Regions from separate parts of the Mus musculus genome. Here regions 2, 3, 4 and 5 are each linked to region 1. The links are chromatin contacts, called in public ChIA-PET, HiCAR-type, HiChIP or PLAC-seq and Micro-C maps. All regions are on one chromosome and are shown on one strand. Each heading gives the region's core, a stretch centred on a gene start, on an enhancer-like site or on the middle of the called end of the contact. The rest is flanking DNA. Distances are from core to core; before and after follow the strand shown. Region 1 holds the start of Irs2 (insulin receptor substrate 2). Region 2 has its middle 23 kb from the start of Myo16. Region 3 holds the start of Myo16 (myosin XVI). Region 4 holds the start of Ankrd10 (ankyrin repeat domain 10). Region 5 overlaps Myo16 (myosin XVI).

The links. Hi-C and Micro-C count contacts between places; a contact is called where the count stands out from the background. ChIA-PET counts read pairs in DNA pulled down with a chosen protein or histone mark. HiCAR-type assays count read pairs that join an accessible place to other places. HiChIP or PLAC-seq counts read pairs in DNA pulled down with a chosen protein or histone mark.
Region 2: an HNF4G HiChIP or PLAC-seq map of pancreatic cancer cells shows a contact between it and region 1. The contact joins the enhancer-like site here to the promoter of Irs2 in region 1. A contact is called at or near these places in 2 of 39 promoter capture datasets (hippocampal neurons and stem cell-derived epiblast-like cells) and 5 of 115 datasets of contacts at active chromatin or transcription factors (embryonic forebrain, forebrain, neural tube and 2 more).
Region 3: a HiCAR-type map of astrocytes shows a contact between it and region 1, with 2.8 times the contacts expected there. The contact joins the promoter of Myo16 here to the promoter of Irs2 in region 1. A contact is called at or near these places in 2 of 39 promoter capture datasets (hippocampal neurons and stem cell-derived epiblast-like cells) and 3 of 115 datasets of contacts at active chromatin or transcription factors (astrocytes, embryonic forebrain and neural tube).
Region 4: a contact with region 1 is called in a Micro-C map of embryonic stem cells, with 9 times the contacts expected there. The contact joins the promoter of Ankrd10 here to the promoter of Irs2 in region 1. A contact is called at or near these places in 12 of 484 Hi-C or Micro-C datasets (CD4 T cells, CD8 T cells, double positive thymocytes and 5 more) and 2 of 115 datasets of contacts at active chromatin or transcription factors (memory CD8 T cells and pancreatic cancer cells).
Region 5: a contact with region 1 is called in an RNA polymerase II ChIA-PET map of memory CD8 T cells, with 296 read pairs. The contact joins the enhancer-like site here to the promoter of Irs2 in region 1. A contact is called at or near these places in 3 of 39 promoter capture datasets (the C10 cell line, liver and neural stem cells), 5 of 484 Hi-C or Micro-C datasets (the MNK3 cell line, the N1E-115 cell line, Th2 cells and 2 more), 24 of 115 datasets of contacts at active chromatin or transcription factors (CD8 T cells, DN3 thymocytes, SST interneurons and 19 more) and 1 of 9 other capture datasets (embryonic stem cells).

What each region holds. Positions count from the first base shown.
Region 1 is chr8:11,007,604-11,010,393 of GRCm38.p6, forward strand. Irs2 (insulin receptor substrate 2) reads right to left here and starts at 1,326. Exons shown (of 2, transcript NM_001081212.2): 1 at 1-1,326. The coding sequence starts at 827. 9530052E02Rik (RIKEN cDNA 9530052E02 gene) reads left to right here and starts at 247. Exons shown (of 5, transcript NR_046017.1): 1 at 247-408.
Region 2 is chr8:10,129,557-10,132,346 of GRCm38.p6, forward strand. No RefSeq gene overlaps it. Among named protein-coding and RNA genes, the nearest start is that of Myo16, 23 kb to the right of the region's middle. Within about 2 kb of position 1,460, at least 61 of the 459 cell types and tissues checked have an H3K27ac peak or open chromatin away from gene starts, as enhancers often do. A contact at or near this core is called in pancreatic cancer cells and stem cell-derived neural progenitor cells, where this site is marked.
Region 3 is chr8:10,152,528-10,155,317 of GRCm38.p6, forward strand. It overlaps Myo16 (myosin XVI), which reads left to right and starts at 1,384. Exons shown (of 35, transcript NM_001319151.1): 1 at 1,384-1,719.
Region 4 is chr8:11,634,356-11,637,145 of GRCm38.p6, forward strand. It overlaps Ankrd10 (ankyrin repeat domain 10), which reads right to left and starts at 1,402. Exons shown (of 6, transcript NM_133971.3): 1 at 1,056-1,402. The coding sequence starts at 1,262. Mir7238 (microRNA 7238) reads right to left here and starts at 1,381; the gene lies at 1,339-1,381.
Region 5 is chr8:10,479,649-10,482,438 of GRCm38.p6, forward strand. All of the region lies in intron 23 of Myo16 (myosin XVI), which reads left to right. Among named protein-coding and RNA genes, the nearest start is that of Gm51561, 51 kb to the left of the region's middle. Within about 2 kb of position 1,438, at least 33 of the 459 cell types and tissues checked have an H3K27ac peak or open chromatin away from gene starts, as enhancers often do. A contact at or near this core is called in CD8 T cells, DN3 thymocytes, the MNK3 cell line and 4 more, where this site is marked.

The sequences.
Region 1 (2,790 bases), core at 76-2,575:
ACCACCGAGTCGTCGGCTTGCATCCACAGCTCCCCGGGACCGGTGACGGCCGAACGGCCCACCTCGATGAAGAAGAAGCTGTCCGAGTGGCCGCAGCGGCGAATGTTCATAAGCTGCAGCGTCACCGACGGCTGTTCGCAATTGAGCTTCACGAAGCCGATGGTGCGCGCAGACAGGCATAGGCGGTATACACCAGTCAGGTTCTTGCTCTGGCCCAGTCCCTTAGGTTTCAGGTTCACCTGCCACACCTCGCGGTAGACGGCCGTGGCGGGTGTCACGAGCCCGTAGTTGTCATCGCAGCCAGCGGCGCCCGCTGAGCCGCCCAGGACGCCCGGGAGAGAGGCGCTGCAAGAGCCTCCGGTGGTGCCCGAGCCCCCCTCGCCAGAGCGGCCTTCGCTGACCAAGTCGGTGAGTGCGCGGTACCAGCCCTCCTGCTCCTGCTCGTTCTCCGCCGCTACAGCGAAGTACTCGTCCTTGGTGTAGAGGGCGATCAGGTACTTGTGCTTGGCGTCCGCGCGCTTGTTGATGTTCAGACAGCAGTCGAGCGCGATCACTCGCTTCGGCGCGCCCGCCTTGCTCCTCCACTTCTTCTCGCTCTCGTAGTACTCCAGCCGCGGAGGCTGCGGCGGCGACCCCCCAGCCGCGGATGCCTCGTCGCCGCCCGTGCCGGGGCCGCGCAACACGAAAAAGCGCTTGTGGCCGTGCTTCTGCTTGCGCAGGTAGCCGCACTTGCGCACGCTGTGGTTGTTGTTGTTGTTGTTGTTATTGAGGTTCGGGCCGTCCCCGCCCGCCGACGCGGGGGGCCCAGGCAGGGGCGCGCTAGCCATCGCCGCCGCTTCAGGTCTCTCTGCCCGGCTGGGCGAACAGGGGATGGCGAGGGCCGAGGGGCGCGGGCGGGGGCGGCTCCCCGCCACCCGTCGCCCGGCCGCCCGGCCACGCGCGCGCGTCCCCCGGGCCCAGGCGGTGGGCTAGGAGGCGCGCGCGGCTCGGTGGCGCAGGGCCCTCCGCCGCTCCGAAGGATGCTCGGTGCGGGCGATGGCCACCCCCCCGCTTCGACTGTCCGCTGCCGCTGCTTCCCGGGCTCTCGGGCGGCGCCCGGGGACTGGCTGGCTGGGTCGAGAGTCGGGGTCCCCGAGTCGCGGGGCCGAGCTTAGAACGCGCGCGGCCCGTCTGCTGCCACCGTTCTGCACTGCGCGACGACGGTCTGCGTCCGGACACTCGGGGCCCACACTGCCACTGGGGCCGCTGCTGCCGTTGCTGCCGCTGCTGCTGCTGCCACCAACGACGACCCGGGCTTGTCGCGGTCCCCGCCGCACAGTGAGTAACACATCGCGCACCGAGTGACTGAACTAAGAGCAAAACAACACGTGACTCTGCGTTACGCAGGCACACTCGCGCGGACGCCCCGCCCCGCAGCCCTGCATTGGCGCCGCGTTCCCCGACGGACAGCGAGACGGACCAATGAGCGTGAGGCACGGGGGGGGGGGGGAGGCGGACCGACACCGGGCTGCGTTTCCCGCCGTCCCCTCCCTCCCCCTCTCCGAGGCCGGGCCGGGGCTCGGCGGGGGCCGGGCCGGGCTCATTAATCAGGGGCTCGTTGTGGATGCGGGCGGGGGCGATGCCACCCAAGGCGGGAAGCCCGCCGTGGAGAAGGCGGGTGCGGGGTTTGTGCTCCCGCCTCGCGTCCCACTAACTGGCCCCAGGCTTCCGCCGCGGAGGGGGAACGGGGGCGGGAGGTCGGATCTGGTGCGGGGCGGCGGTCGGACCCCAGCAGCCGGGGTGGGCGCGCGGCGCAGGGCGGTGCCCGCTGTGGGTGGCAGGCGCGCGGCCCGGCTTGTTTACGAGCATCGTTGCCCGCGAGCTCCGGGTCGATGGCAGCTCGGTGCCTTTTCCCGGCGGCGAGCCGATCGAGGGGCGCCCCGGAACCCGCCCCACCCTCCGCAGGCGTCCGCCCCCGGCCGTGGGCTCTTTCCGGGGCGTCATCAGAGCCATTCACTTGTCAGGTTCCCGGGAAGTGGAAGTCGCCTGTTCTGGATGTAATAGGAGAGAGGAGGAGGGCGTGCTGGCGTAGGAAAATGCGGTTTCCATAGTGCCGGGAAAGGGCGGGCCTGGGCGGGAGCGGGGAGCTGGGAGCGAGTGCTGGCGGGCGTCCTCCCCACGCCCCGCGCCCTCACCGCTCCCGGCCCGCGCCCCAAACCGTGTTCACCCAGCACCCGGGCTATGGGCGGGCGTCGCCGAACCTAGGAGCGCGGCCGCGGGCACAGCGCCAAGCCAAAGATGCCCTTGAACTGCTGCTTTGAATTTCTCTATCTACGTGGCCTTTGTGACTTTCAAAGTCGAGGGCAAATAAGCACCTGCATGTCTTCTCTCCTAACTGACAGCGTGAGGGCCGCTAGGAAGGGCAATGGTCCGCGCTCACGGAAGGCGGGCTTGGAACCCTGCTCTGGATGCGTAAACAAAACAAACCCTTGCCCATCTAGGGAGAAAGTATCTAAATGAAACAATTCAGGACCAGAGTTTATCTTACAATTTAACCTTGGTTATTTTGTTCTGAGTCCTGGAAGTTCGCGGTGGAATGCCCTGCATAATTTACAAATCATTGTAGCAATTACAATGACATGTTTAAGAAAAATAATTGCACAGTGTGATTCTGAAGACCATAGATGCTTTACCCTTTGTGTAAACTGTGCCTTAAACACCCTAATGATGAATTTGTGCCAAGATAACCCAAGCCGATATTGGACCTGCTCTGTTTTTAGCTTGTATGCGGCTATGATTATGATTATTGAT
Region 2 (2,790 bases), core at 210-2,709, 880 kb before region 1:
ATAGCAATCCTTCTGAATATATATGGCTAGGATCCTGGTGGTCCTTCATCGTTTTTACATCCTCAGAAGCAAAGCAACAATCAGAACTGTGATTTTACAAAATTTCTCCCCAGCATGAACAGAAATTGCTTACGGCAAGGAATCTTGCTAGCAAACCAAGCTTTGCAGCATGTTTGACAAGAAAGGGAGCATAGACATGAACATTAGTTACCCAGAGAGGTGGAGCAGTTGGAGCCTCCCTCCCTGTTGCCCCCATAGGTCCCAGGTACCACTCAAATGATTCAGCACCAGACGTGACTGGATAAAACTGAGAGACAGGGTAGGAATGTGGCTCGGACCTGTTACTCACATATCAGAAACCAGCACAGGACCTATGTATACCAGTGTCTTAGTTAAGGTTTAATGCTGTGAGCAGATACCATGACTAAGGCAACTCTTATAAGAACATTTAATTGGGGCTGGCTTACAGGTTGATAGGTTCAGTCCATTATCATCAATGCAGGAAGCATGGCATCATCCAGGCAGGCATGCTGCAAAAAGACCTAAGAGTTCTACATCTTCATCTGAAAGTTGCTAGCAGAATCCTGGCTTCCAGGCAGCTAGGATGAGGCTCTTAAAGTCCACACCCACAGTGACATGCCTATTCCAACAAGGCCACAACTACTTCAACAGGGCCACACATTCTAATAGTGCCATTCCCTGGGCCGAGCACATACAAACCATCATGACCAGCATAACATGGCTGAGGCAGGAATGCTTGTGGTTGTGGTGGGGTTTGGTTTTAGGGATGCTTCCCAGAGTTGGGTCTTTTCTCTTTTCTCCCCCTTTCTCCAGCCATCAGCTCCTGATGAGGTGGATTCTCTTCCATGTGCTCAAACCAAGTCTCCTCCTCACCCTAGAAGACAGGGTTGCCTGTTGCAGTCTTGACAGTCCTTTATTTTGTCTCTTTGCTGTTTTAAAGCCTTTCTGAACAAGATTAATTGGAGGAATCTATGAGTAAAAGGAGCCTTACTATCTCAATTGTGTCCATTAAAAAAAATCTCAAGGAAACATTCACAGGAAACAACTTACACTAAAAACACCAACCGGAATTAGCATCAGGATAATGTAAGGTCTAAATGGCCAGAGAGGGAATTCACTGAGTTCACAGTCGAATGGGGAAGGAGCTCTGGGGAGGGTGTTCCTTTTGGCATTTGAGCAGAGAACACCCATGAACCTGTTAAAAATATGAACCCCAAGAAATAAGGTAGAAAAGCAAACAAAAACAACAAACAAACGTCTCTGAATATGAGTGTTAATACTTTTGTAAATCTGCCAAGATTCTCAGTACAACCGTCCCGGATTTGATATTCAGAAAAGCAGGGCAGAATTGCTGACACGGACTCTGCATAGACAGCCATTCACGGAGTGAATGCCGCAGCTCTCCTGCCGCTGTTCTCCCTGGATGACTAATATATCAAGCATGGTATTTGTTTTGTGCTCTGAAGAACTTGCTCCATCACCATAGTAACCTCTTCATGTTGGCGGAAGCTGATGTCATTTAAAGTATTATTCATTCGTGGTGAATTGATACCCAGAGTACTAATAAGTCTTGGGAGGTAAAAAGAGCTAACTATACATACTGGCTAAGCATTGCTTAGCCCTTTCCCCTGAGGGTCCTTGAGTGCCCAGTGAGAGCCAGGCAGAGGACAATTTAGAAAGCCATACGTGTTCGGGCTTCATACACAGTGCAAGTCCATGCTAACTCACGGCTTAGTTTTCTCAGTGGATGCGTGGTGCTGTGTTCATCTTGTAGTGCTGCTATGACAAAGTACCTCAGACTAAGTGGCCTAAAGAACAGAAGTTTATTTTATCATTGACCTGAAGGGAGTCTAAGATCAGAACATTAGAAATCCTGGGATGTGGTGAGGCTTTAGTCTCTGCTCCTAAAGGACCATGTTCCCATGGATGGCAGGACAGAGGGTTGTTACAAAACTCTAGGACCAACAAAGATGATTAGTGACCCCCCAAAATGGCTTTAATAAAATGACAGAGATGAAGCCTCATTGCAATGGCAGCAGAAACCTGTAAATAAAGTAGAGGGCACACAGAATTTAACTTATAAAGATTAGAAATAGTGGAAGGTGATAAGGACAGGTAACAGGGATAGAAAGGCAACTTCCTGGCACAGGATGGCGAATATTTATGTGCAGTCAGCAAACACAAGTAGATAAAGTAATTAGGAGGTGAGAAGAGAGAAAGAAGTGTGGTCAGGGAGGTTTACCCCGAGGAAGGTGCGCACAGGCTTGGAAAGACGTGATAAAGAAACAGGTCTTCCTTTTGTTTGTTTGTTTTTATTAGACATTTTCTTTATTTACCTTTCAAATGGTGTCCCCTTTCCTAGTTTCCCCTCCAAAAATCCCCTATCCCCTCCCCTCCCTGCTCCCCAACCCACCACTCCTGTTTCCTGGCCCTGGCATCCCCTTGTACTGGGGCATAGAACCTTCACAGGACCAAGGGCCTCTCCTCCCACTGATGACCGACTAGGCCATCCTGGAAGAGGTCTTCTTAAGAACTTAAGGTACCTGACACCTCGGTTGTTAGGGTTCAGAGACCCAGCTGTGCACCTCCTGCTCAGTGGATCGGGAAGACAGGTCTGGAACTGATAAACTTTGCGCTTGAGGAGATGGTATATCTCCTGTGGAGGGTTTCAAGAATCTGTGTGAGATATCCTGACCTCTGTCCAGGAAGAGTGCTGTTTTAATTTTATGTTTTCTCTTTACTGGGAAAAATAAAAGCAATACATATTTG
Region 3 (2,790 bases), core at 134-2,633, 860 kb before region 1:
ATCTTGCTAAGTGAAGAAGATTCTAGGAGAAGAAATAGATCGTGAAGTGCCTGTTTGAATTGTAATTTACAGTCATTCTTGCCAGGATACATTGTGATTGGTGATGTTGTTGGATTACTTTGTCAAATGGTTTTACAAGTTATCTTTAAATAACTAAACATCCAGTCTTTCTTTATATATTGAAAAAAATCTCCATATCAACACCCCATGAGCTTCATGTGGGGTATGCTCTGTGTGCATGGTGTGTGTGTGGGCACATGCATGAGCATGTGGAGCTAGAGGACAACTCCGGGTGTCTCCCCTGTCCACTTATTTACAATAAGGTCTCTTATTGTCCTGAGGCTTGTCATATTGGCTACTGTTGGTTGCAAGCCTCGTAGTAATTGTGTGTGTGTGTGGGGGGGGGGGGTTAAACTACACTTGACTTCTCACATGGATTCTAGGAGGTGGAATTTGAATTCAGGTTTCCTGCTTAGTGAACTTTTAAAGACAGACCTCCTCCTGCCCCCCGCCCCATAGTTTTAATGGTAATTCAACTGTTTAATTGAATCTATCTCCACATTCCTAGATCATCTTTTAAAAGACCCAACTCCGTTTCGAATAACACCTACATGCAAAGTGTAAAATGTGTACTAAGTCCAGTTATCTGCAGTTTCTCCGTTGTCATATGGGCTTGTGCTGTACTGTTTATCCGCATGTGTCCAAGAACTAGCCTGAGTTACACACTCATTTATCCATGTGCCCGTTGATACGGTGCTGGTCTCTGGGTGCATGTGCATGCACACACACACACACACACACACACACAGAGAGAGAGAGAGAGAGAGAGAGAGAGAGAGAGAGAGAGTCACACACACCATCCCAGAATTAACAGAACATTCTCCACTTTTGGTAAAATACAGACAAGCAAACTTTACAGAGCTGACACAAAACCAAATTTTAAGGGGGCAGGCACATCTTGTATTTTGTCACGGCAAATGAATGCATTACAGTCCTGGCATGCTTTCCTAATGTCCTGCGCCCAAACTCCCAATTTCAAGCCTATTAAGGCAGAATATCTAATGGCAGAGACATAGAAGACTGTACTGGCTTCTGTAGCTTTAAAATTGGTCACCCATTCTGTCTGGACAATTGCCACAGTTGCCAGGACTGCATGGCCTTTGTTCTGGTGGGATGTCCGAGGGGAGCCCCTGTGCAGTGCACATTGCCATCCGGTTCCCTGCGGTCTTACAGAAGTCTGGGCGGAAAAGTTTGAAGCGCTAGACCCTTTCTCACATCCTTGGAGAAGGGGAGGGGATAGGACCCCGAGGGAGGGTAGCAGAGCCAGCCTGGGAGGCGCGGTCTCCGCGAACGCGTGAGAGCGCGTGAGAAGGAGGGAGGGACGCGGGGCGCGGCGGGGAGGCGGGAGGGCGCCAGGACCAGGCGACCGCCCTGTTCTTGCGTGGAGACCCAAAGGAACCAGGAGGACCAGAAGGGACGGAACCCAGCTGTGGACTGTGTAGGGAGAGGGGCGGAGCTCGGACCGAGTGGCAGGGACGCGGCTGCGGCCCGAGGGGCGGGGGCTGCGAGCTGCCAACGGGTGGAGTCGGGGTCCCCATCGCGTCTCAGCGCAGCACATCTCCGCCAGTCTGCTCCGTGACCCGGCGTCCAGGAGCAGAGCAGAACCGCCGGGACCGTCCGTTGTTGGATCCCGGGGCACCGGGGATCGTTCTTCGTCAGGTAGGGTCGGCGGCAGGGTGTCTCATGTAGGGAACTTGGAGAATCCGAGGTTCCGGGTCCTGTAGCATGAAGGGACCACGCAGGGTCGCCAGCGCTTGTCCCAGCTGCTGTAGTGAGCGCTGGACAGGCATGGGGCGTGGGGCATGAGGAGTGGTGAAGCGGTTTCTAATTCCTTTCCAGCAAGGACCCTGCCACCTTTGGGATGTGGGAAAGGAGGCCAAGACCAGAATCTTTCTTAGAACTCTGGATTTAACCACAAGGAGGCAAATTTGGCAATTTGTAGAAAGAAACCTCTAGTTGCCATGGGAGATGTGGCGCTGTCACCTATGCAAAGGCTCCCGGGCGATGGGATGCACTTCTTCCTCTTCTCTGGGGATGGAAATGAGACTTGGGAGAACAAAGATGATGCTGGCAAGAGCTTGCCAGCTGGCGCCTCTTGCACATATCCCTCTGACCCTTGGCCTCAACCTCCCATTGTCTTAAGGCCAGGGACAAAGTGAGGGGCAGGTCAGGACTTACAGCTCTGTGCGTCCCAGGACCACAAAGGCTGCCTTTCCTTTCTTAAACACCTCGATAGGCAGAAGCCCTCCTTTTAACTAGTCTCTTGGACACCTTCAACATCTTCTGAAAGGAAATAGTGATTTTCAGAGACCTGGCCAGCTATCTGTGCCTTTTCCTCACTTGTGGCTCAGAATGGATTTGGGGTCAGTGTGTTAAGACTTTGTGTTCAACACTTGTCACCTGAAGGGACTATTGATCACTTTAGAAGCCATCAAAAAGCCAGGTCAAGCAAGACCTGGCTGTTCTGTGCTCGCCACAAAAAGGACGGTGTAAGGACCAGTCTTTACCCTCATGTATGTGCAAGGTGCGAGCGCGCGCGCGCGCGCGCGTGTGTGTGTGTGTGTGTGTGTGTGTGTGTACACAGGCACGCACGCACGCATGCATGCACGCACACATGCATGCACGTGTCATGTGTTTCTGAGACGCTTTAAGTAGGACTTTCTTTGAGAGTCATGGGAAGTCTCTGGTGTCCTGCCAGGATGACAGTTGTCCCACATTACTGCCAGGGTC
Region 4 (2,790 bases), core at 152-2,651, 630 kb after region 1:
TCACTGGTAGGTACAACCTAGGGAAACACGCTGGAAACCTACAGGAGGGAGAGCAGTAACACATGGCCCGGCTGGGGTGAAAGGCTCAGCCTTTTCGCCTCTAAGAGCTTTCCGTAATAGTTGGAACGGGTTAACAAGATGGTTCCGTATCTTAAGACCATCCAGGTTTCAGATAGGAAAGCTCAGAACTACAACGTCCTCGCCTCCGCTACAATACTGGTCTCCAAAGTCAAGTCTACAACTCGTTCTCCGTAGACGTGAAAATGCTCCTTTAGCTTTAGATCAAATTCTGGTAAACAGTACAGCGTGAATTTTGCCGCTTTATGGCGCAGAAGCACTTCTGTGTGCAGGTTAACTAAGGCGACCACGAGAAGGTGGATTCCCAGCGACTACCTGCACCCAACTGCATGCCACCTTTCAACACCAGGAGAACGGGGCCAATTAGCGCAGCTTACACAGGACGGTCCCGGTGGAGAGGGGGCCGATAGGCATGGCCGCGACCCCGCCGTCGGCCATAGCAGGTGCAGACTTGACACCCCCGGCTACGAGGGCAGCGCCCATCCCTCCGTGCCTTCAGGGGGCCCTGCACCCGGTTTCCATTAGACAGAAGCGCGAGGCCCCCAGTTTCCTCCTCGCCACGATTCCCGAAGCCCGGCGGCCTCCGCGCAAACGGCCTCAACTGCAGTCTGCCCGCCCCGCTCGGAAGAGCCACAAGTGTGCACATGCGCCCTGGATCCTTCGGGGGAGCCGGCGAGACGGACCCCATTTCCGCCCCGCCTCCCAACACTCCCCGCGCCCCCGGAGGTCCTGGGTCGCGCGCCGCCCGCCGCACATGCGCCTTGAAGCCCTCGAGGCGCCCGCGGCGTCTGAGCAGCTTCCGCGCCCCCCACCCCCCACCGTCCTGGGTCGCAGACCGCGCGGTACCGCACATGCGCCCTGGAACTCTCAGGGGTTGCGCTGCCGCTGCCGACCGCGCTCTCCAGACACCGTGGGGTGCGCTCTGACCCTAACAGCACACCACGCGGAAAATGGCGCCTTAAAGTGCCCGCGCCCACCTTGCCGAAGTGCGCAGCCCAGTGCACGGGCGTCCAGCCGTAGAAGGAGTCCTCAGCGGCCAGGTGAGCGCGCGGCGTGTGTGGCAGCAGCGAACAGAGCGCGACCAGGTCCCCGTCCCGGCAGGCGCGGTGCAGCGGGAAGCGGAGCGACAGCAGCTCCTCGCTGGAGAAGCCTGCCTCCACGGCCGCGCCCGCTCCCGCTGACATGATGGGTCGCTAGGAAGCACGCGACTGATCGGCCAGAGGAATGTGCCGGTGAAGGCCTGCGAAGCTGCCGCCACTCGAACACAAAGGACAGGCGAGCTGCTGCCGCGTCCCATCCGCATCCGAGCGCAGCGAGCACTGAGGGCGGGACCTGAGCCACGGGGCGGAGCCTGCGCCTTGAGAGGGTGGGGCCTAACAGTCCGCTGCCTCCGACCGCTGCTGACGCCCGTGGTGGGGCGAGGCCCGCGCCTGGATAGGGTGGGGCCTCCCGCAGGTGGTGCTGAGGCTGGCGCCTGGGATAGGGCGTGGCCTTGGCTGCAGGGCGGGGCCTTCTCAGGGTCTGCGCAGGAACGCCGCCTTAGGCGTCTGGTGGTGAAGTTAGGGGCTGGGAGGCGATCACCGCTTGAGGAGGCCGCTACTGATGCCAACGCTGAAGGTGTAGGGGTTGAGGGTGGGCCTGCACGTTAGTGTGGTTAGAGGGACGAGACTTGCCGGGCAGTGGTGGCGCACGCCTTTAATCCCAGCACTTGGGCGTCAAAGGCAGGTGGATTTCTGAGTTCAAGGCCAGCCTGGTCTACAGAGTCAGTTCCAGGACAGCCAGGGCTATACAGAGAAACCCTGTCACGAAAAACAAACAAACAAACAAACAAAACAAAACAAAAAAAGGAGGGGGGAGACTTGGCTGCGACTGAAGCCTGAGGAGGCCGCGCCTGAGACCTCGCCTGAAGCCGGAGGCCTACGACCCTGGCTGTAAACCTTGCCTGGGGCAAGGCCAAAGCCCAGGCCGGCCTCTCTGTGATTGGCAGCTGAAAGCCACGCCTTAACTAAAGGAGGAGAGTCTGGGATTTGGAGCGGAGCGGCGCTCTGGTCGATTCCTGGGGCGGCTGGGCGTGACCTGGCGCTGGTGGGTGTGACCTGGAGCGGTTGGAGCTCGGCCGCAGGTTCCTGCTGAGGACGATGCCTGAGGCGCTACTTCTAAATAGAGCTGCTGCTCTGCCAGGCACACTCGCGAGTGGGGACTCAGGACTCTGGCAGCCGGCCCTGGCCTGCTTCCGCGGTTGCCTGAGTTCCTCCAATTAGTGTTTATTGGGCGCCTGCGGAGCACAGCTCCTCATTAAAAACCCGAAAACAAGGGTGCAGCCAGTTAACTTCGGTATGCCTTAATTGGAATGGATGCCAGAGAGAATCGAGAGGCCCTGGCGTCTGTAACTGTAAAGCATGAGTCACGTGAGCAGGCTGGGCACATGGTGAAAGAAATTTTAGAAAAATTGACTACTAAATTCTCTTTCCAATGGTACAATGCTATGGTTGTAAAAAATTTGAAATTTTTCTTTTTTCTTTTTCTTTTTGTTCTAATTTTGGTTTTTCGAGACAGGGTTTCACTGTGTAGCCCAGCCTGGTCTACTCACTCTGTAGACCAGGCTGGCCTTGAACTCAGAAATCCTCCTGCTTCTGCTGGGATTAAAGGCGAGCACCACCACCTCCTGGCTATAAAATTTGAAAATCATACTGAGCCATTAAGGAGTAGACA
Region 5 (2,790 bases), core at 188-2,687, 530 kb before region 1:
GGGATAGTTCACAGCAGAGCTGACACTAGAGTTGTTCCCCTGTCCCTGGCTGGATGGGTTCTAGAAGAACTTCCCCAACTTGGGAACTCTAAAGAGGAGCCTCTGCCCTGCTTAGGGAGCTTTCTGAGGCGGAAGCTCAGAGGTCCTTTCAGGAATGTTTAAGCACCATTATCTGAATTCCGTCTGATGATCCTTCCTAAACACATCTGAATGTTTCATTACCCCCAGGAGCATGGTGCAGCTTCCTGTCTCCATTACAGAAATATTTTAAAGTAAATGGGGAGAGGCTGTGCATGAAATATTAACAAGATCTCATTAATGAGCGTATGTTTGAATTAAAGAAAGCTTTCGGGGCTTGGGGGCTTGGGGGCTTGGCTTTTTGTTTGATTGTTTGTTTTAGCCAATTTTAAATCTTATGTGAAGTTACCTGTTTTAGAATTTGCTCTTACCCTGATGATTTAAGTGACAGATAAGCGTTAAACCCACAAGTGTGTCTGCGTTGATTGGCTGTTAGAAATCGGGATCTTGAAGGAAAGAAGAGTTACAGCTTGACAATATCAGCTCTTAGGAGAGGTGGATTTCCATTAAGGCAAGGCTAAACTAACTCTAACTCAGAAATTGTACTTTGAAGCTCCTACATTTTGCAGTGAGGAAAAAGTGAACAGATTATGAAGTTGTAAATCGATCTGGGGCTAAAGTTAAAGCTTAAGTTAATGAAATTTAAATAAAGATTCAGTTGTGAAATACACATCCCACACTCCTGTGAGCAGATTCTCGTGTATTTAAGTTGGGAATGGCCTTGCTCAGAACAGATGTCTTAGTGTATGTCTCGGGGCTATAGTCATCCAACTCTGATGGTAGTGTGCAGAGAGGGCTGAGAAGTCATCTAACTCCAACAGGCCATGAGTAGAATGATAGAGGCCATGAGCAGTAGGACCTGATCCACCCTGGATGAGAGAGTCAGGATGGATCTGCCTAGAAACCCCCAGAACTCCAGCCATCTTCTCTCTCCAGAACTACAAGTGCACAGACCTCTCTTTCGCCCAGACTGTGTTTACAGGTTCCAGCAGCAGCCTGAGGAAGGGAATACAAGCATTCATTGTTTCCTGGCAGTTTACATACAAGAAAAGTGAAACATGTTGATGCGTAGCATTTTAGAGTTTCTTCCTCTTCGTTGGTCTATCCTGAGCTAACTGCTGCCCTTCTTGATCTCTTTGTCCCCTGTGCTTTTCCTCACCTGGACATCCCGTGTCCTTTGTCCTAGATCTGGGCATCTCTCTGAACATCATGTTCCTGACCTAATCTATGCTGCTTTCCACTCACCTTACTGTCATCGTGATGCCCGACACTTGCCCATTGACCACATCCTTGTGTGTAAACAGAACCGTGTCGGTTTCTAAGTAGGCCTTTGGTGAGGGCTGATGACTCATCAAGACCACAAGTGACGGGTGAGGTTGTTAGAGCTCTTGCTTCGGAAGAGCAGAAACTGGGCGGCTTCATCCCAGTGCAATGTATCCTCCCAGTAATGGAAGATGGAAGTACAAACACTGGCATCTGCAGGTTCCTCCTGGCCTCTCTGCAAACAGGAGGTAGTCATTCCCTGAGTTGTGAATGCATTTCTCCTGACTGTCATTCTGCATCTCATGGGTCATTTCCTCTTCCCCTAAGGATTTGGGCATAATGTAATGTGTCCCCCTTGAGTCTAACAAATAACACTTAAAAAAAAATGCAAATAACAGTCTATAATTCTTGGTGAGCATGAGTTTGGGAGAGAGCATCTACACAGGAGTTTCTGGTGGGTAGTAGGCCCCTCAATTCACATTGCCCCATGTCTTCATCTCCCTCCACCTACTGGGTCAACAATGCTTTATTATCTACATTCTGCGGAGTCCACACATACAAAGGAAAGAAAGGAGACATTGCTTTACTTGAACAAGTTTGAGTTTCATTCCATAAGGACATGACTGTGAAGACAGGGACCCTCAGTTGTACACTCGTGAAGTTTAAAATTGAGAAAAATATCATCATGATATCATGGTTTCTTCTGGGGGTTAAGGAGTAGGCTACCTCCATGTAGGAGTGATTATTTTTACATATTTCCTCAAATATACCTATCCTAGCCCCTCCACAGTAGTCTAAGGCCTGCAATATATACAGGCCACATGGCTAATCAAAAATTTGAATAGACAGAGCTATCAAACTGAATTAAGGGATCATCCAGTCAGTTTACTATTTTTGTCTATGATGAGAATATTGGTAAGCCAATGGACTTATCTTATCTAAGTGTTAAAATATCCCTGTTTGGTTTGCCATTCATTTTTACATCTCATAGACGTGCTTGTGTTAGAATGCAGAGCCAGGCTTAGTGACACGTGTTTAAATACGTTATTTGCCTTTTCCCTAGCACACGTTGATCAGCATTAAGACAGCTGTGACCACTCTGGGTGTATTACGAGCTCTTACTGCTCTTCCTCCACGCTTTAGAGACTTCCCTGAAAGATAAGTGGAGACAATTCAGCGATTTCTCTATCTATGGAAGCCATAAAACCTGTGCTGAAAGAGAGAGCATGCAGATGACTGCCTTAACTTATGCTAATGTGACATTCTCTTTCTCCTGGGCTAGACCTGTCCCATGTGGCCAGTAGTTACACCTTGATTAAAAAGAATTCTGCAAAACTACTAGATTCTTTTGCATTTGGGTTTATGCCTAACAGTGTGAACCCACAGGTGTTTGGGATTTTACTGTACATTCAGCGATGCCCTTTCAATATTATTTCCCTCAAGAAAATT